2 separate regions of the Triticum aestivum genome follow, and region 2 is linked to region 1. A link is a contact called in public Hi-C data. All regions are on one chromosome and are shown on one strand. The core of a region is the stretch at or near the end of the contact, and the rest is flanking DNA. Distances in the headings are between cores, read along the strand shown. Region 1 has its middle 74 kb from the start of LOC123064614. Region 2 has its middle 19 kb from the start of LOC123064614.

Region 1 (3,808 bases), core at 501-3,000:
CGATGAAGCAGAAGGCTACCAGGGCGCGTTGCTACGTCGGTGCTGGAGCCACCCACCATTTTTGGTGGAACCGTCGGTGTGGCGTGCTACAACCGGCGACGGGAAGAGCTGCGACGGGGGCGCGGCATATGCGTTGGCAGGCCGAGAATGCTGGAACCAGCCAACCAATTTTGTGGAACCTGCGACTCAGGTGTTGCAATCGCAGATTGGCTGACGACGGGAGTGAAAGATCTCTCTCTCTCTAGAGAGAGAGAGAGACGAGGCCGGAGCTAGCTTAAGTGGAACTAGGAAGCTGTTGGCACGTCCTTGTCGCCACGCCATCGAGATCCGTTTGCCGGGTCTCTCTTTCTTTCTCCGCCGTAGGATGAGGACCAGCTCGCTAGCTCTAGCCACCGATCCATACACGTACGAACCAACTTTCCTGGTTGGCAGGAAAAAAAGAACTGTTTTCAACCAGGGAACGCCGTTCCGCCAGGATCGCATCAGGCGATTGGAGGAGGCGACCGGGATCCCTTGCGCGCCACCGGTGACGCCGCCGGTTCCCTCTCTCTTCGTCGGCCGCTCCGGCGGCGGGAGGGAGGGGGAACCCCGGGTCTGTTCTTTAGGTGGGCGTGTGGTAGGGTTAGGGTTGAGGGAGACGCTGCCGAGGCCGTTGCGGTGGTGTCGCGTCGGAATAAGTTTCTCCGGGCTTCGTTCACGGTCAGGCGAGGCTTTTGCCTTCGTCTAGGAGCCAGCGGTGTTGGGGATCCCCGGATCTTGTCGAGGTCGCGGGCTATGGTGGTTGGAGGTCCATTGGCGCGCACTGGCCGTTTGGATCCTCAGATGGGCGATGGATGCAGGGAGACGAAGACCTTTCTTCTTCCTTATTGGTATGATTTGTTGCTGCTGTTCTTCTCCTTCCTCTGCGCTGATGCTGGTGGGAGATCCTGCTTTGTCCGGGCAGATGGCCCGGCCGTGGTGCTGGACCGGTCGGATGACTCGAGTTCTCTTCCTTTCGGAAGGGACACTTTTCGCGGTACTTAAAGCCAAAGATGGCGACGACTGTTGCAGGTGTGTTGGATTGATGTCCATGCCCTCTCAGCGATGGTGTCAAGAAAGGAGGAAGCAGTGTGGCGGCAATTATATCGTGGTCGAAGATGATGACCTGTTTGCGACTGGTTGCAGATTCTTCTGCTGCAGGGGTCTTCTCTCAAGATTCAGGGATGATGACACAGGGCTCCGGAGTTCTTCTTGTGTTATGGTTGTCTTAGGGTACTCTAGGTGTTCATGGTCCTTTGTGTTTGCGTTTCAGTGTGCTTGTAAGAGTCAACTACTTTGTACTGATTCGTAATTTGGATGAAGAATTTCTCAAAAAAAACTTTCCTGGTTGGCGGGCAGCGACTTTTGACCGACCTGGCACCTAAGACGTACGTACGTGCTCGCGGGCTGTCGGGACCATTCGATCGACAGCGATCCAACGGTAGTGCATGCACGCTTGACTTGAGACCAAGCCCCTTTCGCCGGTCTCATCATCTTCTTTCTTGTAATCGTCCGTCGAATCCCCGTGGATTGCTCCGAAACTGCCTCCTACTACGATCGGTCGGTGCGTGCATTTGGTCTTCAACTTGGCCTATTGCCCAGTCTGTTGTTTTTTTATAAAAGAAAAAGGCCCCGGTCGCCATTGTTGAAACTTGAGGCACGTACGACACCACGTTGTGATTGCAACCGATGGGAACGGGGCTGGATTGTGCGGGTGGCCGTAGTGCTTGTCGCTTTTGTATTGGATATTTGTTGGAGCCCCTAATAATTGGGTCACTCGGGCGGTTTTTACAGTATAACAAGTGGATCGTATTCGTACTACGTAGCTCTCGGGCAAGAAATAAAAGTGACATGCTCAACTGCACCCTGAGCGTGACGCTTTAGCTCAACAGTGGCCACGAGCACTCCAGCCAACTCCATATACTGATACTCATGCATGCTGATGCTTATGCTTTTTTTCGTCCATATACATGGTAAAATAATGGTACCGGTGTAGAAGAAATGGCGGGTATAGTTGAGTGATATTTGTGTGTCATATGTGTTCCTTTTCCCGTTTTTCTTGTATATATGATTAGGTGCGTGGATGGGGATGGGTTGCATTGGCCTCCGTGCGTATTTCCGTGCGTGCGTGCGTGCGCGCATACGTATGTATACGCTTGTTATACATTAGTTATGCAAGTGGCCTTGCGTGTGTGCTTTCGCCTTTCATGCGCCCCGTAGACGGCAACTTGATGTACGGTCGGGCGAGTTGTGTATTAACCATTGACGCGGCAACAGGACGGAGGTGAGTCAGCCCGTCGTCGTTGCATGCATGCATCAGCTCTGGCGGTTGCGTCATTGCGTTGCGTGCTCCAAATGGTCACGGCCGAGAAAAAAACGAAACCAGATAGGCATCAAAAGCACCCCTGGTCGTCGTCCACTCTCTGCAGGCATCGTACGCAGGGCGTGACGCGGCCATGGAAAACTGCTCGGCCGTCAGCAGGCCCAGGCCGAGAAAAGCACACGCCGCGGCAGTAGAGCTCGCAGTGTACCGCGGTCGGTCTTCCTTGTTGCCTCCTGAGTGAAATTATTATTCCGAATCCATCGGGACAATCTGATAAACCGAGTCGTTTGAGACTGTGAATTTTTTTATTGATTTACTGTGATTGCCAAGGCCCTAACGAAGGATAATTAGCTGGAGCAGGAAGAAGTTGCCACGCGCCCGCCCCTAGAGCCGACGACGTACGCCGGCAGCCAGGCACGCACCCCGCCCCGCTAGGCCGGTATCCCTCTTGACCGGCCCGCGCGACGCAACCACGGTGCGCGCAGATCAAACGCAACGGACGTCGCGGTCGTGCTCGGGCGTTGGACGCGACGTTGCTCTTTCCCTTCCGCTGCGCGCACGAACGAACGCTGGTTGTTGGCCCATCCGCGACTCCCGCGAACTGCACTCCCGATCGATCCCGGGCGGGCGGTTAACGGTGCAAGTTGCTGCGCCAAAATCGCGAGCACTCGTTAGCTCGACTTCCTGAGTATACCCGCTCGCTCCATCATCCTGAACCAACACCCAATCGTGTTTTCATGCTCTGGGCACGTCACGTCCAGTTGACCTATCGATAGCCTGTCTTGCTGAACCAAAAAGGAGCACCTAACGTTCAAGAAAGGCCGAAATCACTATTCTGACCTTTTCAGCAATCTTTGCCACAAAGTGAACTCGACATGAAAGTATTTCACGATCTAACCCTTTTAGCAACGCCACAGACCGTGGCGTTTCTTCTCTATATAAAAACGCCGAGCTAGCTAGCGTTTCAAATCCACATTCAAACTCCGGAATAGCTAGCATTTCCAATCCACATAGAAACGCCAAGCAAGTGGGCGTTGCTGCCTTGGCCAGAAACGCCATAGGGCTTGGCGTTTAGGCCCTGGATTTAGGAGCAGCTTTTTACTTTGGCAACGGTGAAGCTAATGGGCTGGGTGCCAGCGCAGAAACGCCAAAGCCCTTGGCGTTGCTTTCCTGGTCCACAATGCGAGCAACCTGGGCGTTTCTTCTTTGGGCAGGAACGCTAGCTAGCTCGGCGTTTTTATTTGGGAAAGAAACGTCACGGGCTCTGGCGTTGCTAAAAGGGTTAGATCGTGAAATACTTTCATGTCGAGTTCACTTTGTGGCAAAGATTGCTGAAAAGGTCAGAATAGTGATTTCGGCCTTCAAGAAACACTTCATTTCCTACTACGCATGGGTTGTCATTATTCACCCTCTACGGCTAAGTGATTCCCAACTTCCACATCACATCATCGAAAAAGAGATGTATAC
Region 2 (3,808 bases), core at 743-3,242, 55 kb after region 1:
TATCCCCCTCTCTCTATATTGTAACTGCGGCCTCTACAAGGCGTCTCTTCAGGGTGTATATATAATTTGAGAATCAATGAAATAGATGATGTTCCTTCGTTCAATTACTTTTACTTTCAACACTCCTGTCCTTCTCCTACGAGTTGCCACGTGCCACGTCCCTCACGCACGCATACACGTATGCGGCCGTACGAAACGGCCCTGCCGTCGCGTGCCGACCCCGGCGGAACAGTGCCACACGTACCTCTCCGACGTGGCGCCCCGTTCACACCACTACACGATACGGAAAGATCTAGCTGGACGAATCACCATGGATCGATCATCATAGAATAGTAGGGAGGATGAGTCACCGCAAGGACGAGCGAGAGATCCGAGTTGCGTTGCTTGTGGGACACACACCGGGAGGCCTGTAGGATCCACGTACCTCACCTCACCGCCCACTGCATGCATTAATCCATGATTGCCACCCTCCAACCTGCTGTTCGATTGCTCTTCAATTTGTTCATAAACAACTCACAATCTGTTCTTCTCTACGTACCTCATCCAGGACGCTACAGCTACAGGAGCGCCTTCAGGGCAGATAATACTCTAGTCAAGCGTGATTTATGGAGTTCACAGGATAGCTAGATAACCACTGTTTGTTTATTAAAGCTTCGGTCATTCATGTCCCGGTTAGGTTGTCATTGTCCTGATCGAGCATCCAAAACAGCGGTCTCTTTCGTCGACATAGAGAAGCCGCCAGATTATGGAAAATGCTCCAAGCTTTGCAACAGTCCATATTATGGAGTATATGTATGACAGTATGAGCTTGCGCGACCGGTGGGGGGTGAGGGCGACGAGAAGGTATGCATGCACATATGCCTCTCATGATTCCATATGAAAATAAACTAATCCACTCCATGTCATCGTCGTCGTACCCACTACTACCTCCGTCCTGGTTTGCTGGTCCCTTTTATAATTTGTGCTAAAATTTGATCAAATATTTAACAATTAAAATGTTAATGCATGTCAACAAGAATTATATCGTTGGATGATATTTGAACATAGTTTTCAATGATATAATTTTTAATAACATGCATGAAATTTTTTTAGTTAGATTTATGATGAAAATTTGACACAAAATATAATAGGACCAATAAATCAGGATGGAGGTAGTAGTAATTAACTAGTGATTGATAGCAGGTCTACTGCTGTGCCGTGGGGCAACCAATCCTATAATGCATGGCGCAGTGCATACAGAACTATAATATGCATGGTATATATCTCATCAGAAGAAACAATAATTGCAATGAAACTACTGTTGTCTTACTCCTTGCTCGGTGTTGCTCGGTGTTTTGATCACACACAAAGCAGGTGTTTTGATCATGAGAATGCAAAGCTTTGCCAATCTTTTTATGTTCGCATATATCTATATTTCTTAAAATAAACATTCAGCTAAGGGCTTAGCTATGCCTGCTGGACAAGGAGAGCGGTGGGAGCCGCCCATTTTTCTCAATCCAATCCGTTGCTCCAGCTCCATGCCCCTTAGCCTGATAGACTGACGGGTCACCCGCAATCCAATTCGACCATGCACATGCATGTCGACACACATTCGTTTCTTCCGTCTCATGTCCACTCTTGGATAAGCAAACACTACACGAGGCCACGCCAATGTTCTCACACAACTCCAATGTCTCAGCATATGCACGATAAGTAATTTTCTCCATCGAGTCAATCGGCCGGCCAGTGATTCCCGAGTCAAGAGAGCAGAGACGAGGTGCTTATGTGGAATTGGGAAGCAGGTGCCACGTCCTCGTCGCCAGACCATTTGCCTTGATGTGTCTCTCTTTGTCCATCGTAGATGAGGCCTAGCAACCGATCCATACACGTGCGTACGAACACGAACTTTCATGTTTAGAGAGCAGCGACTTTTGACCGAGGCACGTAGACCGGTAGACGTACGTGCTCGCGGTCTGTCGGGACCATTCAATCGACAGCGATAGCGATCCAACGGCCGCGCATGCTCGCTCCGAAACTGCCCGGTCGGTTGGCCGATGGATCACATGCATGCATGCTGGTCTTTGGACTTGACCACTGTGTTGCGCGTACTATTCCCATTAGGCTATTAGAGCAATTCTAGTAGACCCCGCATCCCGCCCCGACCCCTAAAATAACCGTCAAAATGTGGGTCGGGGCCGAAAATGCATCCCGATCAGAACCCGCATCTTGCCTCGGCCTGCAAAAATTTTTGCGGGGCGCGGCAAATTCCCCGCCCCAACCAGGGAAAACGCCCCCCCTACCCCCCCACCCCCGCGCGCGGCTGCGTGCCCTACATATGAGCGGAAGCGGTTGGTGGGGGGGACATTTCATCCCGCGCTTTCTCCCCCACCAACCACCCCTCCTCCCCCCTCGCGCCGCCGCCGGTCGTCGCCCAAGATTCCGGTGAGAGCAGCCGGCAGGAGCACGCTGGAAGGCCTCCACGCGCACGAGGCCTCCCTTCCCTTCCTCCCTGCATCGACGGACCGCCGGATTTGCAGATCTGCGGCTTCATCGCCGGCAGTTGGATTTGGCTTTTTTCCTGCCGCCGGTTACTGCCCCAGGCGATGGAGTGGTCGGCGAGCCTCTCCCGCAGCCCAGGCAAGGGCGCATCGCCACATGCAGGCGCGGGTTCGTCCGCCCGCCGTTGCCGAAGGTTTGTGGGCATGGACTCGTCCGGCCGTCCACCGTGCTCGGTGCTCGCGCAGCGTCTTTGTGGCCTGCCGATGTCGCTCATACAGTGCGACGACTGCCCACGCCAAGTGCTGCGGCTCACTTCGGGCACGCGGAAGCACCCCAGATGGGTGTTCTACAAATGCGAAAACGATGGGGTACGTGCACTTGCGGTAGCTCATAGCTCATTCTTAAGTTCAAATACCGTAGCTCACTCCGAGATTGCTCAATCTTTTGTGTAGGACGATGGATGCTCATTTTGGTTTTGGGAAGGCCAATACATTGATTTGTAGGTAGAAAGAAACTTAATAGATGTTAGTGCACTCCTTAGTACAATCGAAGGCAATGATGCAGATGCATGTGCAACTAAAGAGGAAGCAACGTCGACTTCTTCAAAATCAAAGATGAAGAATGAAGAAAGCATCAAGAATGAACAAAACAAGATCAAGAATCCACAGATCAACAATGAGTGCATGGAGAAGATATTGCTACAACTAGTGGGAGCAGTTATGGAAGTTGGAAATCTTCTGAAATGCATTCTTGTGGTTCTTGTTTTCTTTGGATTTACTATTCTAGCCAAGATTTGGTGATATATTTTGTATCTAATGTTGTTGCAAAAGCAAATAAATGCATTATGATAGATCAATCTAAGTTTTACGGGCCGGGACAAGCTGCGCCTGATCATAACCCGCATAAGCCGACCCGTAAAAAAGTATATTCCGCGAATATGCTTTTTTACGGGTTCATTATGCAGGGTCTGCATCTGCGCCAACCCGCGCCGGCCCCCAAAAATTATTTTGCGCAAACTGCAAATGAGTTATGCGGGTCGGCGGGATGCGGAGTCTGCTAGAGTTTCTCTTACCGGTCACCATTGTTGAAACTTCGGGCGCCACGTTGTGATTGCTACTGTGTGGGTGTTCGTAGCACTGGTCGCTTTTCCGCTGGGCGCCTCATAATTGGGTCATTTGGGCAGTTTTTTACGGTATCAAAAGCGGTCGGCATGGTAGCTCTCCGTCGAAAACAAAAGTGACAAGCTCAGCAGCACCCTGAGTGTGACGTTTTAGCTGAGAAGTGTCCACGAGCACTCCAAACCCATACTGACGCGTACGCTTCATTTTGT

What was found. A called contact is a pair of places that touch in the nucleus more often than the background predicts.
Region 2: a contact with region 1 is called in a Hi-C map of leaf, with 4 times the contacts expected there. The contact joins two enhancer-like sites. A contact is called at or near these places in 3 of 5 Hi-C or Micro-C datasets (all in leaf).

Annotation. Positions count from the first base shown.
Region 1 is chr3B:41,272,546-41,276,353 of IWGSC CS RefSeq v2.1, forward strand. No RefSeq gene overlaps it. Among protein-coding and RNA genes, the nearest start is that of LOC123064614, 74 kb to the right of the region's middle. Within about 2 kb of position 1,751, at least 3 of the 8 cell types and tissues checked have an H3K27ac peak or open chromatin away from gene starts, as enhancers often do. A contact at or near this core is called in leaf, where this site is marked.
Region 2 is chr3B:41,327,184-41,330,991 of IWGSC CS RefSeq v2.1, forward strand. No RefSeq gene overlaps it. Among protein-coding and RNA genes, the nearest start is that of LOC123064614, 19 kb to the right of the region's middle. Within about 2 kb of position 1,993, at least 2 of the 8 cell types and tissues checked have an H3K27ac peak or open chromatin away from gene starts, as enhancers often do. A contact at or near this core is called in leaf, where this site is marked.